2 separate regions of the Gossypium hirsutum genome follow, and region 2 is linked to region 1. The links are chromatin contacts, called in public Hi-C maps. All regions are on one chromosome and are shown on one strand. The core of a region is the stretch at or near the end of the contact, and the rest is flanking DNA. Distances in the headings are between cores, read along the strand shown.

What was found. Hi-C and Micro-C count contacts between places; a contact is called where the count stands out from the background.
Region 2: a Hi-C map of leaf shows a contact between it and region 1, with 2.2 times the contacts expected there. The contact joins the promoter of LOC107922144 here to the promoter of LOC107922148 in region 1. A contact is called at or near these places in 8 of 34 Hi-C or Micro-C datasets (hypocotyl and leaf).

What each region holds. Positions count from the first base shown.
Region 1 is chrD01:21,121,401-21,126,015 of Gossypium_hirsutum_v2.1, forward strand. LOC107922148 (kinesin-like protein KIN-4A) reads right to left here and starts at 2,707. Exons shown (of 26, transcript XM_016852021.2): 1 at 1,890-2,707; 2 at 1,591-1,734; 3 at 1,358-1,507; 4 at 874-1,127; 5 at 488-672; 6 at 280-404; 7 at 178-214; 8 at 1-54. The coding sequence starts at 2,015.
Region 2 is chrD01:21,486,000-21,490,614 of Gossypium_hirsutum_v2.1, forward strand. LOC107922144 (polyadenylate-binding protein 2) reads left to right here and starts at 2,188. Exons shown (of 9, transcript XM_016852014.2): 1 at 2,188-2,813; 2 at 3,545-3,663; 3 at 3,977-4,615. The coding sequence starts at 2,561.

The DNA.
Region 1 (4,615 bases), core at 1,457-3,956:
ACTTTAAAGTATTCAGGGTTTCCTCAGCATTGATGTCAGCAGGACTAATGCAAGCTGCTTGAAAGGAAATGATCAACACAAATTCAAAATAGACATTTAAAGAGCAAGGCAGGGACTAGGACATGAATGTATCAAATTATAAAAATGAAACAGCTTATTTAGAAGAAATGGCATTACCTATCATGACAGTTCTACTGTTGCCACCAAGTGAATCCTGCCATAAGAAATGGTCATGTTTCTATCACTTTATAAACAACAGACCTCTTAAACTAGTCATACCTGCAAAAGCCGAGTAAGTTTACTATCTCGATATGGAACATGGACACCTTCTTTGCGTTTTTTTTCATCACCAAGTGCACTGATGACATTACCAAGTGCAAGTAGGCCCTTATTGATATGAACTCCTGTTTAGATGATGACTACGGCAATTACCATGTTTGGGTGGGGAAGATTACTTTAATGGAACAAAATAAAAATGATAACTAACCTTCTTTAAAACGCATCCCATCGGAACCTGTTCTTTTTGCTCTCTCTGATCCAGCAAGATCTACTAAATGTAACTTGGCACAAAGATATTCTTCACTCATAGAATCATTAGGATTTCCATCTCCGGAAACAGGGTTGAGTTTACGCATTTGCTCTAAGGTGATTGTGAATATTGCATGTGAGCGACTATACAACCAAATAAGGAAAGCCAAAAAAATTTGTCATTATAGAAAATTATTACTGTGGCATATTACCTGAAATTTTGGTATATAAAAAAATTATCAAAATTTGCATTTAGCAAATCATATAAAACCAAGAAAAAGGTAAAACTAAAAGAAGTAATTACTAAATAATACTTAATTTAACAAGAACCGAGAATGAATAAACCTTGACTGATTGTTCATGTTTGTACTCCCTGTAGCCCTACTCAAAGATCCCTGTTCTAAGCACGCACCCATTTCTTTTAATGTACTGACACTAACTTCAGTAGATCCTGCCAGTGTAATAACACCATCTGATGATTCACGAATCTGTATTGGCGGTTTTCCAGGGACATTTACTTTCCCAGTATTCGCACTTGCAGTATCTGATTTGTTCAAAAAAGTAGGATCCAACAAATCTCGCACTTCTTCTTTCAGGATCTTTACATCAAAATTAGATAAAAATTATGCATGTCAGGTCTACAAAGTAGGAAGAGCTAGTCAAGCCAGTTGTGATACTTATAATGATGCAAACAAGAGTTCTCGATCACATAAACCAAAAGATATATTCATAAAATGGATATCTCATACATGAAGGGCGAAGCTTTTACAACAACAGGTATTACAGCAAAGTAGAAAAACAAAATGAAATGTTTGGTTCTTTAACAAACCTCAATGAAGGACACATGCAATTGAAATTCGATTTGATGTTTTAGATTTTCAATCTTGCTGAACAAAGCATTCATTACTTGAGGAATGATTCCTGTTTGAGAGCCATCTTTGAAGCCTGTGCCCATAGTATATGTTTTACCTGATCCAGTCTGAAATAATTTTTCAAACTTCAATTGGAAGGAAAACAAAAACAGCAATATTTAGGTGTGTGTTGTGAGAGATTCAGCTGTACCTGACCATAAGCAAGAACAGTAGCATTATATCCTAAGAATAAGCCATCAACAAGTGGCACAATGCATTCCTCAAACATCCAAGAAGGAGAACTGGTGCTCCCATACACATGATCAAATGTAAAGGAATGTGTCCCAATTTGTACCTGCAGCATAGCAAAATATCCATTAGTTAATTCTGATTGATCAATCATTCAAGCATCCAAAAGATCCAGATCTCCAAATACTTCAAATTAACCCCAAAATCATCCATTTGAAAGCACTTAAAAGAATTAAGGTCTGCATTAATAAGTGACAGTACCTGAGGTTTTCCTGGGATGACAGTAACGCAGTCTTTACAACCTTGAACCTTCTCATCACCGATAAGTGGTCTTACATGAACCGCAACCTTAACACAACATTCCTCTGAACCTCCACCAACTTCCATACGAAACAGCTAAAAGAAAATTCCACAAAGAGAGAGAAGAAGAAAACCCCAAAAAGTAAAATATTTATTTTCTTCTTTTCCTTGTAAAAAAACCCTTCTCATGGACAATGGGTTGCTGCTGCTGTTGTTCGGAAATGTAAGAAAAAATAAAGAAGAAACTGTAGAAGAGGGAAGGGTAGTTGAGGAATGAGAGGGAATGGGATAGCATAACCATAGAAGTATACAAAGCAGAAAGTTTAACTGCAGTGATAACAACTACTGTCATTTTCCCTAGCCTTCACATAAAAAATCGTCATGTAAAAGAAAAAGGAAAAGAACTTTCGTAACACTCTTCCCCTTTTTATCCTACTTTTTTGCTTACTGCAAATCTCAATTTCCCATGTTCCTCTGTTTCTTATTATGACCTTCATGGAGTTTCGTCTTTGTCCTTATCTTTACAGCTCTACCCCTTTTAGCTCCATTTTTTTCTGGGTTTTGGTTAAAAATTTAAAAAAAAAAAAGAAAGATAGATAAGTGCTCCTAAAACCACGTATTATGAGGATGAAAATTTCATGATTGTGCTCAGGATATGGTCGATAAACAGGGATGACCACGCCATCATCCTCTGTGGTAAGAGTATTATTTTATAAAGGTTCGATATAAGTAATTCCACTCCCCCACAGCACATAAGCCGCGTGATTGGAATCATATATGCCATTTCTAAAAGTAAAAACCACTTTGTTATTTGTATCCTACATTTTTTTTTGTTATCGTTCTCTGTTATCTGTAGAAGTTTACTAAAGTTATGTTTTAAATATATTATTATGAATAATATTATGTCAATTTATAAAATTTTAATTGTCAAAATTTAACATTTGGAAAATATAGAAGTTTGAAATAATCTAATTTGAATAAATATAATTATTTTTGGGACTAAAATTATGTACTGATTCGGACTAAAATAGATCAAATAAAAAATATAAAAATTAAATTCACAACTTTCATAAAGTAGAAGATCTAATAGCAAAAGTTAACCTATCTTTTTCTTACTAAATTCGTTTTGTTTTCCCATAATTTTAATTTTTAAAAGATGATGTTCTAATATTACTTCCCCAATAGTTTATAAATTGTATATAAAATCAAACAAGTTCTGAACCAAAAAAAAAAAAATCAATGAAACAAGCAATACATACTCATTTGTGATCACAGACCTCTATTATATGTTCTAATAAATTAAAGAAATAAAATTGACGAAAAGCTAACCCAGGAAAGAAGAAATGGCACAAAAAGAAGAAAAAGAACCCAGAAATGGGCCTCTCTGTATTCTTTTTTACTGATTCTGTGGCAGTTAATTAAATTCGTGTTTTTTGGGTTTCCTTTTGTTGTGATGTGCATGTTTGGAGCCACTAAATTGCACCATCAATACTCTTGTAAAAAATGCAATTTGGAAAAGAAGGCCCCACTTCCACTTCTTTTAATTTTATTATTTTTATGTTAGTATTTAATTGAAATATTTATTTTATTATATTCTTATAAAACAACTTATCAACATAAATATAAAAACTGAATCAAATATTTTTCACAAAATTCATACAATTAAATTTATATTATATTTAGACATGTGGATGGAGCTGTTTGCTTATATAAAAATGCTAAATTGGGTTTATATCCTTATGCACTTTTAATTTAAATAAATTATGTGCATCACAAGTAACTTCAAATTAAAAGCCTCATTAGGTTACCTAAACTTTGGATACCTTTTTCTTAACACCATTCATTATTAGTTTTAGGTTGGATCTTATTCAATTATTCTGATGGCATATTGATATTCATTTTTTTCATAAATTATTTTAAATTTATCGTTTTTCTAATATTTAATATATGCATATAAAAATTACCAGCAAATAAATGAGTTCAAAAGATTTTCAAATATAAAATAATTATCAATCTAATATACACATGCTCGTATAAATAGCTTGTGTCAACTCTCTTTAATTCACACATATTCAAAAACAAAACTAGAATGGTTAAAAATTTCATTGAAATTTTAGTTAAAAAGTTTATAGAAAAATTTATTTAAATATTTTTCTATAAAAATAATCAATGATTTAAAACGATTATGTAATTTTAGAGCCTAAAGAAGAACTAATAAGTTAATTGAGAGTACAGGGCGACACTTTAGGTCGATAAATCAGCGGACTGCTCCGGTTGTTGCAACATTTAGAGAGGATGTCGCGACAATGAAGTTCGAATCAAAAGGGGAATATACAACCATCGATGTTGCAACAACCACCACTTAATATCACGACACCCTACTTCAAACAAAGAGGGGGAGCATTCGGCGTGCAATGTCGCGACGCTAATCTGACGAAACCCAAAATTATTGCATGGGTGTTTTTGTTTGCACAACCTTAAATAACTTGTAACTCAACCTTTGTTTGACCTAATTTGGTCATAATACATGTAATATATAAATAATAGCTCAAAACAACATATTACAAGGGTTCAAAAAGTTTTTCATACCTTTGATTTAGGTTTTTAGTTTTCTTTTATGTTTGCTTAATCTGAAGATTTCTATTCCAAAGTTAGACAATTGTGAGTAGAGATTGTTCTAGATGCGA
Region 2 (4,615 bases), core at 938-3,437, 360 kb after region 1:
CCTTTCTGTTATTAACATCTATTTGTCCTATTTTTCCTTTCCTTTTTAACTTCTTTGAGCTGAATATCCTTCAATTTTTCCAGAACAATCCGTATTATCCTCTTCAGCAATTTCTTCCTCAAAACTTGGATTCATCCTTGTAAACTCCAAGATATCAACGTTAGATAGAATCTCAAATCGCGATTTATTCGCAGTTGCCAATTATGTCTTCTTCTCCTTCACTCTGGTTGCATCACTGGGGGTTTTCGACAACCTTCTTCGACGTGTATTCGCCACCATCCAAGGGCCAAACAATCCTCCATTATTCGCATACTCGACATTCGAATCAGGTGCACCAGTACCCATACTCTCCCTTTCAACTCCACTCGGTGCCACTGCCTCAACTAGTTTTTGCTATGCGCAAGCCTCTTGCATATGTCCTTAACAGCCACACCCGAAACAAATTTAGGGCAGCCCCTCGTGTTCTATTATTTGAATAAACCCATCAATACAATACAGGAAAGTAAAGGTTTATTCAGATCAACAACAATTGCCATACGAGCAAACCTCCCCCTTCTCCCTCCAGACGTGTTATAGTCAATTTTGACTATATGTCCAACTTCATTTGCTAGTGTTCGGAACAACCCTTTTATATAATAGCGATATGGAAGACCAATAAGTCTTACCCAAACCAGACCGTGAGATGGATGTGATTTCCTTGTTGAGAAGTCCCGACTCCATGGCTTCACGGTTAAATAACTGCCATAAATCATCCATGGACCATCTAACAACACCCTTTCATAGTCCCCAGCATCACTAAATTTAACCAGGTAATAATCATGCTCCAAATCAACTAGTTGCAATCTCCCAAGCGGCAACCAAAGAAGTTTTAACCGACTAATGAGAGCTCTATATCCAATAGTTTTCCCCCGGTTAATAATCACATCCTCCGGCAAAACTTCAATCTCATCCACCAAACTCCAAGCACTTACAACATCCCCCCTCCATTAGCCGTCAACTTATCTTTATAAGATAACTTTCCCACAGAGGCTTCAGGCATATCTTGATCATCATTCACCAACGTAGAATCCTCTTTATTCTTTACTTTTTTTTGTCACCCTCTCCAACTACGAAGGGATAGAAGATGCCGGTCGTTCCAAAGCCGATGGTACTGTAGAGCCCATTGATATTTCTATAAGATAAAAACACTTTTAAAGTAATATTATTTTTTATTAAAAAGAAGGGTTAATTATCATTTAAATAATATTAAGGTTAATTATATTAATTAATTAATTAATTAATTATTATTTTAAATACTATTACTTTACATTAATTACATAAAGTAAAACTATATTATATATTGAATACGTTAAAAGTACCTTAATCATTATTTAAAATTTTCTATTATAACATTTGAATTAAAAAGTTAATATATTTTAATTATGTGTAACAACTAAAATAAAAAATATTATTTTACTCTAATTATTATAATTAAAAATATAATATTTAAAAAATAATTAAATAATAAATATGTAAAATCAAAAAGAAGAAAATAAAAAACCATCCGTTCTATTTTTAGAACTTTGGCCCAAGATTTACTAATATTTTTATTATAAAAAGGGGAGTACTACACCCTAATTTACAAGATAAACAGAGTTGAAATACAACTAAAAATGGTTTATTAGAAGACTCCAATTAAAAACAAACAAAACAAACGGCACAACTAATTGGCCAAGTCAAAACAACACGCATTGCGCAAAATAACAGAGTTCGGTTTTATATTTTTACAGTGAATTTTTTTATAAAAACAATTTATATGTATTTAAAATTTTACTCTATCTTATCTTATCAGTTCTAACAAATCATTTCAAAATATCGTCCGTTGACTTTTTTAAAATTCTCAATAATTATCTGTAGGATATATTAAAAGATAATAGAATTTATAGTTTTTTTTTCTCAAAATGCTGATTAACTAAAAGAAAGCATTAAAATTATCGAACAAAATAGCGTTTGAGTTTGAGAATAAGATTGATGACGTAAACAAAACACAAAAAGGAAGAAACTTGGTATAACCGTTGACGGCTGACATTGCCACGTGTAATTTCACTGCCCATTGTCACGCAAGCACCCTGATTTTGTCAGACGGCTAAGATCTGATTTCCATTAAAAGGATCAGACGGCGGATATTAACTTTTCTCAAACTGTCTTACCTATAAAAACGACACAGTTCCTTCTTCGCCGGTGCGGTGCAGTTTCTCTGCCCTCCTCCCCCAAAACCTTTCTTATTATTTAAAAAAAAATCTATTTTTACCCCAAAACTCATATATTCTCCGTCGGCGTTGTCTTCCGTCCGGTTCTCCTCCGGATTTCCGACGATTCTATCCCTATTTATCACTCCCTCTCCTCTTCATTCCCCAAAACACCAAAAAAAAAATTCCCACATATTTTGAACTTTAGTTCTAAAATCCTTTTTTTCTCTATAGTTTTGATTTAATAGAGATAGGAGAGGGAAGCAAAAAAAAGGAAAAAATCCGAAAAAAGGAGAAGGATCTAGGAGAGTTAGGGCTAGTTTATTTTGAGGATGGCGCAGATTCAGGTTCAGCATCAGGCGGCGGTTTCCGGTCCAAATGGCGTGGCCCCGGGAGCTGCCGGAGGAGCGCAATTCATGCTTACGTCTCTCTATGTCGGGGATCTTGATGTTACCGTTACCGATGAGCAGCTTTACCAACTGTTTAGCCAGGTGGCTCCGGTCGCATCAGTAAGGGTTTGCCGGGACTTGGCGAGCGGCCGCTCTCTTGGCTATGGCTATGTCAATTATAACAACCTTCGCGATGGTTAGACTTCTACTTGACTGTAAAAGATTAGTTTTTTTTTTCTAGTAATTTAATAATTTAAGGCTGCTCGGCGTAGTTAGTTTGATTGAGAATTATTCTACAATGTGAACAGAGTTTATTGAATTTTGGTAATCATTATCAATATACGGTTATTTGATAACTTTGATGTATTAAGGATTTGTAGATGCTGTTTGAACGGATCCGCTATCTAGGCATTATTTAAGGATTATTTATTCATTATTTTAACAAAGCTTTTCTCATAATACATAATTGAAAATTTCTTTTTAAAGGGAAAGAAAAGTCCTGCATTGATGACATTATGTTCAGTTCTTGATTACTTCCCTAAAGTAATTTAATTAGAATTTTAGGTGTATTATTGTATTTATGCAATTTGCCGATTTCCTTTTGTGCTAAATTGGAATGTCTTCAGTAACTGTAACTATAATTGAAGTTGAAGTACCGACCTTAGATATATACTTGGCTTCAGGATTGCACAAATTGCTTGCAATTTGTAGATATAAGAATATTTCTCAAACAAGTTTTGAGCTTTGATGTTTGAGTGTTTTACCAGTTTTGCCTGGCATTTCGATGAGTTGCTTGAACTTCTGCGTTACTAAATAACTTTAAAAAAAAATAAATGATGTGGGATAATTATCATGTGGGAGAATCAGTTCTTTCGTTGGAATTGTTCAAGTTAATTGACGGTGTCTTTTTGTTATTTTTGCCTGCAGCGGCTAGGGCAATGGATCTACTGAATTTCACACCACTGAATAATAAGCCTATCCGAGTCATGTATTCTCAGCGTGATCCTAGTCTTCGTAAGACTGGTACCGCAAACATATTTATCAAGGTATTGATGTGTTTTCCATTTTTACCTTTTTTTTCCCTTTCCTCCATTTGGATTTCTATTTCACTCCAAGGATATTTTTTTCTTTTTAAATCAGAAAAATGGTAATTTTGGTTGGCTGTTCCTTACCTTTGTAGGACTCTTGCTCCTGCCTGTTAAACTTTGTACTTTCACCTTTCACACGAAACTTCCTTCATTTCTTTGACTTCCATCGGTCTATTTTCTGTAATGGTTTTCATGTATGCATAATTTGTCTGTTGAAAAATGTTGGCTTTTAATGTTTAACTATAACTTTGATTTTTTGGTTTCACTGCAGAATCTAGACAAGTCTATTGACCACAAAGCATTACATGATACATTTTCTTCATTTGGCAACATTCTTTCTTGCAAGATATCTACTGATAGTTTTGGCCAATCTAAGGGCTATGGTTTTGTACAATTTGACAATGAAGAATCTGCTCAAAATGCAATCGACAAATTAAATGGTATGCTGATTAATGACAAGCAGGTCTATGTAGGACATTTCCTTAGAAAACAGGAAAGAGAGACTGCATTGAATAAGGCCAAATTCAATAATGTTTATGTGAAAAATCTTTCCAAGTCTACAACAGATGAAGACTTAAAAACAATTTTTGGTGAGTATGGTGAAATTACTAGTGCCGTAGTTATGAGGGATGCAGATGGGAAGTCTAAGTGTTTTGGATTTGTCAACTTCGAAAATGCTGATGATGCTGCTAAAGCTGTTGAGGCTCTTAATGGAAAGAAATTTGACGATAAAGAATGGTATGTTGGAAAAGCCCAGAAAAAATCTGAAAGAGAGCATGAGCTAAAAGCTCAATTTGAGCAAACTATGAAGGAAGCTGCAGATAAATCTCAGGGTGCAAATTTATACATTAAAAACTTAGATGATAGTATTGGTGATGAAACATTGAAGGAACTTTTTTCAGAGTTTGGT